3 separate regions of the Mus musculus genome follow, and all the other regions are linked to region 3. A link is a contact called in public Hi-C and Micro-C data. All regions are on one chromosome and are shown on one strand. The core of a region is the stretch at or near the end of the contact, and the rest is flanking DNA. Distances in the headings are between cores, read along the strand shown.

What was found. A called contact is a pair of places that touch in the nucleus more often than the background predicts.
Region 1: a Hi-C map of myocytes shows a contact between it and region 3, with 1.8 times the contacts expected there. The contact joins two enhancer-like sites. A contact is called at or near these places in 7 of 484 Hi-C or Micro-C datasets (the MC3T3-E1 cell line, the P5424 cell line, cerebral cortex and 4 more), 2 of 115 datasets of contacts at active chromatin or transcription factors (embryonic basal ganglia and embryonic hindbrain) and 1 of 9 other capture datasets (embryonic stem cells).
Region 2: a contact with region 3 is called in a Micro-C map of muscle stem cells, with 3 times the contacts expected there. The contact joins two enhancer-like sites. A contact is called at or near these places in 3 of 484 Hi-C or Micro-C datasets (embryonic fibroblasts, embryonic stem cells and muscle stem cells) and 2 of 115 datasets of contacts at active chromatin or transcription factors (neural tube and pancreatic cancer cells).

The regions. Positions count from the first base shown.
Region 1 is chr13:107,618,239-107,621,226 of GRCm38.p6, reverse strand. No RefSeq gene overlaps it. Among named protein-coding and RNA genes, the nearest start is that of Gm32090, 6.9 kb to the right of the region's middle. Within about 2 kb of position 1,491, at least 99 of the 459 cell types and tissues checked have an H3K27ac peak or open chromatin away from gene starts, as enhancers often do. A contact at or near this core is called in myocytes, where this site is marked.
Region 2 is chr13:107,666,866-107,670,128 of GRCm38.p6, reverse strand. No RefSeq gene overlaps it. Among named protein-coding and RNA genes, the nearest start is that of Gm32186, 4.4 kb to the right of the region's middle. Within about 2 kb of position 1,453, at least 5 of the 459 cell types and tissues checked have an H3K27ac peak or open chromatin away from gene starts, as enhancers often do. A contact at or near this core is called in muscle stem cells, where this site is marked.
Region 3 is chr13:107,484,515-107,487,512 of GRCm38.p6, reverse strand. No RefSeq gene overlaps it. Among named protein-coding and RNA genes, the nearest start is that of AI197445, 16 kb to the right of the region's middle. Within about 2 kb of position 1,727, at least 65 of the 459 cell types and tissues checked have an H3K27ac peak or open chromatin away from gene starts, as enhancers often do. A contact at or near this core is called in muscle stem cells and myocytes, where this site is marked.

The DNA.
Region 1 (2,988 bases), core at 242-2,741, 130 kb before region 3:
GTCACTGGGTAGGACCCTGTATCTTATCACCCCCCCCCCACACACACACACACAAAGCTTCCTAGAGGATTCCTGTGTACAACCTCAGTTATCAGTGTATCTGCCCCTGTGTATCCAGCCCTGGGTTTCAAAACCTTTAGGTTTCATTATCACAAGTCTCTGGGGGAAGCCATGGAAGTTTCTCTGATTATTCTTGTCATCAGCTCCTGACCTCATGTTGCCTGAGCTATCACACTGCCCTGCAAGCCTGGAAATGAGTCTTTCGTCCTCTGTTCTAATCTTGCTGCTTTTATTTGATATTATTTGTAACTCTTGGGTAGCGTTCTCCAGCTCTGTTCTCTCGGAACTAGCCTGGCAGATAGTTGGTACCCTGAAGATATGAGGAGACTGAATCTTCCAGAACAACCCAGGTTCCAGGGGCCAGAGTTCCATAGGAAGGGGTAGTCAGGTCATGAAGGCTTTGTGGGAATCATTTTCCTGTTCAGGCTCAGATCAGTCCTTTGCTTTCTCATTCCCCGCCCCCCCACCCCCCAGCCCCCAACTTCTGAAGAGTGTGGTGTATGAGGGAATGGAGATCAATGGGAGGAAAACCACCAGACAGTCTTTCTGCTTTGGACAACATCTCTTGCAGGGGCCAGGTGGTCTTCTTGAGGCTCTCCGGGAGGCCCTGACTCCTGGGTACCAATGACCTCACCTCTCCCCTTTGTCCCTGCCACTGGCTTCCTGCTGGTGCTAATCTCTGGATTGCCTTTCCCTCCCCTTTGCCCTTTCACCTCCCCCTGCAGCAACTCCCCTGCATTAAATTCCCTCTCTTTGGCTCTTTTGTTAGCGGGACCCTGTCAATGAAGTCTGACATGCTGTGGTGAGAGGCCTGGCCTCATGTTCTCTGTGGGATATTCCACTATAAGCGCCATGGGAGAAGCATGCCGCGATCAAATGGAGCTTTGCTAGATGGCTCCTAGAAGATTCATTGAGCGGAGATATTGGTAGTCTGGGGGCACCCTAGGGGATATGGAGAGCGCCTTGAGGAACCTGAGAACTTCCTGTCACTTCATGTATGCGTGCCACCGATTTTGTTCTGGGATAAGAGCCTATAGCTTTCACCGGATTCTCCAAGGGAATTCAAAATATGTTAACAGCACGGGACTAGTTGTAGGACATCCATTTAAGAGTCCTGCGAGTCATTGTTCTGTGTGGGTCCTAATAGGAAATGGGACTCCCCTGAGCTCAGAATGAGACTTAAACAAGGGGAGCTCCTTCAGAAGTCTGGGCAGAATAGTGTGAACAGACAGGGGTAGGGGTGGGGTGGCAGACTTAGTTATAGCAACTAAGTGACGGTATGAAAGCCTATGACTGTAGGGTCACAGGAGGACACTGGGAGACTGGGGCTTGTGACTGGGGCTACAATCACTCAGTATAAGCAGAGTTCTGGGAGGAGTCAGCCACCCCATAGATGGGGACTCAAGAGAGGAACAAAGGAGGAGGGCCTGGCTGACCACATCTGCCTTGCCCTGGCAGCTGATAACCCAGAGAGTCTGAGTGATGTGGTGGGCAGGGCAGAGAGCGGCAGAGAATGTGGGTAAACAGATGAGCAGGGACAGAGCAGCGTGGGTGGACAGATTAAGCAACACACAGCGCACACTGCTAAAACTGCCCAAGAGAGAATCGGCCTGTCACGTTTGGTAGCTCCAGACCACCATTACTCACCATCTGACCTGGATTCTCCTTTTGATCAAACCTTTCCCCCACGAACTTGGCTCTGCCTGCTAAAGCCAGACGGAAGAGAAACAAAACCGAGTCGTCTGCTGTTAAGCTTTAAGCTGACCACGGAAGTCACAGAATGTGCCTGGGCTCCATCCATAGAGAACAGGGGTTGGATCTGACGTTCCCTGTGGTACCTTCTGGCGCACAGAGTTTATGATGCTTGAAGAGGGTCTTTGACTCTTTCCCTATTAAAGGCATTCAAGTGTTCTGACTCCTTCTAAGGAGGCGAACACCCTTCCCTTCTACGCTGCCATTGCCTGGCAGTGACCTAGAATCTTCCGGAGAGCAAGGCCTACTGTGCCCCAGTCCCTGCAAGGAGTGTTAGCAGCATTTCCTCGGCTTTGGCCATGCTGTTGATTGTACAGAAATGCTTCAATATGCGCTCGTGTTTAAGTGCTACCCAGGCTGCAGAGGAATTACGCTTGCGTATCTATTTGCATTACAGTCTGTGTCCTAGAGAAACTTCACATAAAGAAACAGGCTTGGCAACTCTGTTTCCCTGGCTGGTGGAAGAGATGAAGGGTTGCTGCAGGAGGGAGCCGGCTTTTGTATGCTTTTTTTTTTCTCTTTAATTTTATTAGCCGATGCAAATGATCTGTTCCACAAATGTAAAACAAGAGGACAAGAAAATGATCCCCCGTGTCAACATCAGGATGCCTGACTTAAAATCCCATTCAAACAGCTCCCCCCCCCCCCCAATGATCAGACACTGAATACATTATTTTTCTGACTTTGACAAAACCACTCTGCACAAAGAAGCAGCCCCGTGAGGTTACAGATAAACCAACCACGTTAAAACTTAGCATTTTCATGTCAGTCACAGATTTTCTTAAGGGCCAAGTTACTGTTTAAGGACTAATGTGTTTGGAGAGGAGAAAAAAAAATCGGCACTGTGTTATTAGGTAGGATCCCTTTTACATACAGGGTCTGGATCAGTTTGGCCCCGATTGTGTCTCTTGCTTTATTGTCCTACTTCAAACACAGGGCCGTGAGCATCATCTCAAGGAAGGGCTGATTGAACTGTCGCCCTGACACTTGTCAGCTGTGGATAATACGGGTTTCAGTCTGTCACGCTTTCACATAAATGAACCATGACAGAGATAGACTGTTGAATAGAAAAAGCAGTTTTACTGAGGATAACCTTTCTTGAATAAATGCAACAAATATTAAAGGGTGAAGGGGAGGGGGAACCATACCTTAGCAGAGTGGGGGCATTCAGAAGCA
Region 2 (3,263 bases), core at 204-2,703, 180 kb before region 3:
GGGAGCTTCCATTTGTGCTAGCTCTGGCCTGGCCTTGCATAGCACACCCAGAATTTCCACTCCGTAGAAGGAGAGGAGATATCTCCTTCCTGAAGCACAGGAGTCCCTGTCAGTGCACTGACGGGACTTGGGCCTTAGATGGCTGGCTAAGAGCCCCTTCAGAGTGGAGTTGGAAGGATAGGTGAGCCAGAGAGTCTCAGGGATGTGAGAGGCCAGTCCCACACAAGGAACTTGATCCCACTGGTGGTTAACCTTGAGCCAAGGTGAGGTCTGGGGGAACTCAGCTTCTCTACCACCCCAAGCAGCAGCAGCCTGTTAGCTTTCTCTGCTTAGTGTGATATCCTAGATAACCATCCTTCCCACCTTCCTGAACCACGTGGAAAGGGTGCACGCCGTCCGTCCATTTAATCTCCGTTGCCCTGTGCACATCTGATCTCTTAATCTTCCTTCCCTCATGGAGAGGACTCCATCTTGCTGCCGCCTTTTTTCTAAGCTGGTGCCTGTTGCAGAAGATGCTGTGACCCCTCATCTGTCTGAGGTTCTAGGCCTTCTTCAGGGAGGGGATGCCTCCAAGAGGCAGAGAACACAGTGTTTGAGTTTAGAATGCTGGAAGCCTGTGTGAGAACTAGAGTGAATTTTGGTGTTTTAAAGCAATAAAAATTAGAGGCATAAAAATTGAAAAATTCAAAAGAGACAGACCTGAAAAAAAATGAAAATTTGGTCACTTTGTCTTCTATTCAACTCCTATGAGAGAAGCTTTGAAAGGAGTTGATCATGTAGCCAAAAGTCAGAGAATATTCTGCGTTTCTAAAGGGTTGGGCTAATCTACACAGCCTACTACCCGTGAGTAGTGAATGCTATGCAGAAAAGAGGGCTTCATTATTAGAGAGCTCCAGATTTGATCAGGACCAGCATTTGCTTGCTGTATGACCTTGGGTAAACATCCTAGTCTTAGTTTCTCTGATCCTGTCATGCAAACTAAGTCAACTTACTGCATAGTTCTATGAACCAGTTATATGGTACGGAATGTGTAAAAAATACATAAGATTTGTTCACAGGAGTGGGCAGAAGTGAACAGTCAGATGTCAGCCATGCCTTCACTCATCACCGGTTTATAAAGCACTCATTTTTGTTAGGTCAAGACAGAGAGAAGAAGGGAGGGTATTGCTCATGGGTACTGCGGTTAGAGCAAGCCTGCCTTCCTCTCCCCTCCCCTCCCCTCCCCTCCCCTCCTCCCCTCCTCCCCGCTCTCCCCCCCCCCCCCCCCCCCCAGTGAGCACTGGTGTTGAGTTGTTTAGTTTCTCAAAACCTGTTTTGTCCTCTAACAGTGGAGATGCCTAAGCACTTACCTTGACTGATTATTGAGAGGGAGAGCCAGGCCAGCACGCTCAGAACAATACTTAGAACAGCAGCTGCCTGCCCGCCCAGCAGCTGCTGTCCTGGTGGGGTTTGTGTCAGATGCTGCCACAGGAAGATGGAAGAGTGGCCAGACCATTTGGGGCTGCAGGGATCTTACCATCTAGTGACAGCACAGGGTTTGTGGTGATTCATTATCAACTTGGCACAATGTAACATTACTTGGGAGGCAAACTTCTAGGCGTGTCAGTGAGAACGTTTCTAGATTAGTTTAACTGAGGTAGGAAAACCCACCCTGAAAGTGGGTAGCCATGTCTAACGGGCTGAAGTTTGAACAGAATAAAACAGAGTGTGATGAGCACTAATATTCATCTCTCTGAGCTTCCTGATAGCGGATGCAGTGTGGCCAGCTGTCTCGTGCCAGCATGTCCTTTCCGCCATGATGGGGATCCTTTATTATGAGCCCAATAAACCCTTCCCTTTGTCCCTCCGTCCCTCCCTCCCTCCTTCCCTTTCTCCCTCCCTTCTTCCCTCTTTTCCTCCCTCCCTCCCTTCCTTTTGATGCTTTTGTTAGGTGTTTGCTACGGCAAGGGCAGACAACCCACTCAGGGAGCTATAAGGGTTGTCTCATAGTGGGACAGGTCAGAACTGAGAGCAGATCATGGTGGGAGGGAGGGCCCTGAGGGATGGGTAGGAAGAAGGGGTTAGGACAACGGTGAACAGAGCAATGCCCGGAGGCTGTAGCGAGTAGACAGGTTGGGGGCTTTGGAGGCTGCAGGGTGTAGCTGGAGAGACTGGACGTTGTTTAGAGCTGAAGACATGGGATAGAGGGACAACAAGAAACTAAGCCATCAGCCCCACGAAGGTAAGCGTTTCTGTGCTTGGTGAATTTTTGTCTGCATCCTGAGCCTATCACATATTGGGTCATGACTAGCAATATCATTGATAACAAATGACTGACCGACTAAAGAAAACTGAAGCAAGAGGTTGAGAGAGGAGGCGAGGCAAGGTAAGAAGAGCCTTCCCTGAGGCTCACCTGGTAAAGTGGCTTGTGGGTGGGTAGGCTGGAGGGAGAAGAGCTGGGAGGGCTGGTCTGGGACAGGCACAGGGCAGACATTGAAGCAGGGACACCCGCATCATTTTGGTCTCACTTGGGAGGTGTGGAGGCAGAGGAGGGGCAGGAAGCTCACCAGTCCACAGAGGGCTTCTGGGTGGGTGTCATGGAGCAGAGCAATGGCTGAACCTCAGAACCTTGGCTGAGGTGGGGAGGGAAAGGGAGGAAGAGGAAAGATTCCAAGAGAGATGAGGCAGAAGTCGGAGGTCAGAACTTGGATGAGGTAGGCACCATTGCTCTTTAAGGGTGGAGCTTTCTCTTTCTCTCTTGAGCCAGGATTTTCTTCCCCAATAGCCCCTCTATGACACAGTTTTCTTGTCTCCTAGGGCATCTCTCAAATGCCCTTTGAGCATTCGAGGAGCTGAGATGCCCTCTGTTGAGTTCCCATCTGCTATAGAGCTGTAATTATTTGGCCCAGGCAACTAGTCTTTCTCATGAGAATGTGAGACTTGAAGACCAGGGGAGGTTTCAGCTTCATGATCTCCCCAGACTCCACTCAAGTCTTCCTTGTGAGCAGGTATTTGTAAAATGAATGATCTGTTATCACAGAGGGAAAGAAACAGATAGGCAAATGGATCAAGCATTTATTAACCAGAATAATCAATCCTGCTGGCATCGATTCTGTTTCTCTGTTGTATCCCTGGAATTAAAATAATACCAATGCTTCTGTGTAGGGTCTCTCTGTGGAGAGGCAGCATGGCCTGCAAGAAGGGAAAGCAGGTGCCAAGCCAGAGAAACTAGTGTCTCTTTATTGGTGAAAAGCACGGATACCCTAGGGACCAGAAATAAGTGT
Region 3 (2,998 bases), core at 478-2,977:
AACCACCCAATGAAAACATACACAGTAATTCCAGCTGGCAGCTGGCACCAATGGACATCCTTGGACTTCCAGTTCTGTTGAGTCTTCAGGTGACTCCGGCTCCACCTACCATCTCACCACAGTGGGATGCTACAGCTCGAGTGAACACAAGTCAGGTGACCACAGAACTGCATGCATATATATTTAATATATATATACATACATATATGAACTGTCTTTAGATGCACCAGAAGAGAGCCTCAGATTCCATTACAGATGGTTGTGAGCCACCATGTGATTGCTGGGATTTGAACTCAGGACTGTTGGAAAAACAGTCAGTGCTTTTAACCACTGAGCCATCTCTCCAGCCCAGAAAAGTTTTTTTGTTGTTGTTTTTTTTTGTTTTTTGTTTTTTGTTTGGTTTTTTTTTTTTTTTTTTTTTTTTTTTTTTGGTTTTTTAGAGACAGGGTTTCTCTGTGTAGTCCTGGCTGTCTTGGAACTCACTCTGTAGACCAGGCTGGCCTCGAACTAGAAACCCGCCTGCCTCTGCCTCCCAAGTGCTGGGATTAAAGGCGTGCACCACCACCACCTGACTCAGAAAAAGATTTCTTAAACATCCCCTTCCACTAGCCATAATGAGTCACTATTCCAGTTTTCTGTGGCTCTATTCTATGCCTCTCCCGAAGAAAGCTGGCTAGAGGAAACCTCTGAAATGCACCATGTCTGTGTTGCTAACATATCTAGTAGATAGGAAGAAAGCAAGAAAGCAAGAAAGCAAGAAAGCAAGAAAGCAAGAAAGCAAGAAAGCAAGAAAGCAAGAAAGCAAGAAAGCAAGAAAGCAAGAAAGCAAGAAAGCAAGAAAGCAAGAAAGCAAGAAAGCAAGAAAGCAAGAAAGCAAGAAAGCAAGAAAGCAAGAAAGCAAGCAAGCAAGCAAGCAAGCAAGCAAGCAAGCAAGCAAGCAAGAAAGCAAGAAAGCAAGAAAGCAAGAAAGCAAGCAAGCAAGCAAGCAAGAAAGAAAGAAAGAAAGAAAGAAAGAAAGAAGGCTTCTTCAAATAAAATTCCAAGGACTTAACCCAGAAGATCCTGGAGTCTACATCCCTAATGGAGATAAATAGAGAGGACACCCAAAGGTCCAGTGGTGGCTTTCCACATTCTAAAACCTTGGTGGAAGACTTTGACCTGGTCACTGTTGCTTCGTGATACAGTGGCCTCTGCTGGGTCAGGTCCTTCCACTTAGGTCTTGCAGGCTTTGTTGAATATACTGGTACATATGAAAGGAGAAGCAAGCATAGGAAATAACTGTCTCTGTAGAAACCATGACTTATCCCTTATTCTCCTATTCCCTACTGATATTTCCCGAGAACAGAAGGGACACGCACAACCTCATCTACTTCAGCCTCCTCCGCAGCCACTTACTGTCTCAGCAACATGGCTTGGATGTGAATAGAAAGAGTACAGGAGCGTCTTCTGAGAGGGGCTCAGGATGCCTGCATCTGCCAGGGCTTAGTACTTCCAGCCCTTCACACAAAGGGCCCATGCAGGCCACCAGGCAGTGGCTCTGGCCTTCTGTTAGTTTTACAGGTTGCCCTTGTTGACCTGTCCTGCCCAGCTGTTGGTCATGCCCATGTATCAGCAGCACTGGTGACAGGGAAGGGGACTTCCCATTTACTCTGACAACAAGGGACTGGGCACTGCCAGCTCATCCTGTGATTTCATTTCCACTCTCAGCCTGTGAGTCAGAGCGGGGCAATTACTTAGAGCCTGTGTGTATTGTCCAGGATAGCGCTGAGCACAGGAGCTAACCATGTATAAGAACTGAGTGGGCTTGCTCACAAAGCCATTTCCTTCCCTTGAAATCAAACTTAATTAAAAACATGTTAGCCCCATTCTTCCCAGGGCCAGCACTGCCCAGTGCAATGTGTGATCTGCCTCTAAGGGCACCAGTGTGAGGACTCCTGTGCCAATGGCTCAGAGTCGTATGGTGCCCTACCACACTAAAAAAGAAAAAGGAGATTTGCCCAGATAAACAATTTTATGTTGGAAGTGGGCTGAGATGAGTTTTCCCAGGGACTCAGGTATAGTGTCTCATGCCTATAATTCTCAACACGTGGGAGTTTGCAACAGAGGGATTGCCCTGAGTTTAAGGCCACAGCTGCATAATGCATTTTAGGTCGGTCTAGGCTACAGAATGAGACTTGGTCCCCACAGCAAAGCAAAACAAAACAACCCCTCCAGAAATAATAAAAATAAATAAAATAAATAAAAATAGAACTTTAAAGCAGCTACCACAAGCACAGCTTTGTGAGTTTTCAGTGTTCTTACTTGGTTGAGCAGAAACTCCAGTTGTCAAGTCATTGTTGCTTATTAGCTGATGTGGTACCTCATCTGCTTCCAGGGAGTTTATGGCAGGCAATTTATAACACCTACCTTAAAACCAGAAGGAGCCAAGCACTGCCTTCAGGGAGTTGAACTTGCAGTGTGAGAGACTTCTCAGCTACATGGGGGCCTAAGGAGCTTTTCCCTCCAGCAAAAAAAAAAAAAAAGTACCAAGAAAATGAGGTCTAGGTAGGCATCTCTAGGCTCCTTTCAGAACATCTTCCAAGCTCTGGCGGTACAGCCCAGGTCTCTAGAGGGAGGGGCCTGACTCTTCCCCAGGTATCTGACACACCCTGCAGGCTAGCCTGGGGAACCAGTGCTGTTAGCCTCCCAGATGAAATCCCAGGGGAGACGGGAGAGAGGCCTAATCAGAAGAGGCGGGGAGTGAGGCTCAGTGAGGCAAGGCAGCAGCCTGTGTGCGAGTTGAGCTTTATCTCTGAAAGGAGAGCAGGATGTGCCAGGCAGGGTTTTTAATATTCAGGTTGGAAAGGGTTTTAAATGCGACTTGGCATCATCGGCAATAATCTAGTTTAATTTAATTTGCTGCAAAAAGATGCCACTTGTGCCTCTTACGCCGATGCGTGAGAAAATGTCCCCCACTCCCTCCCACACACACTTTCGTCCTGCTCTTTGCTAAATGCCT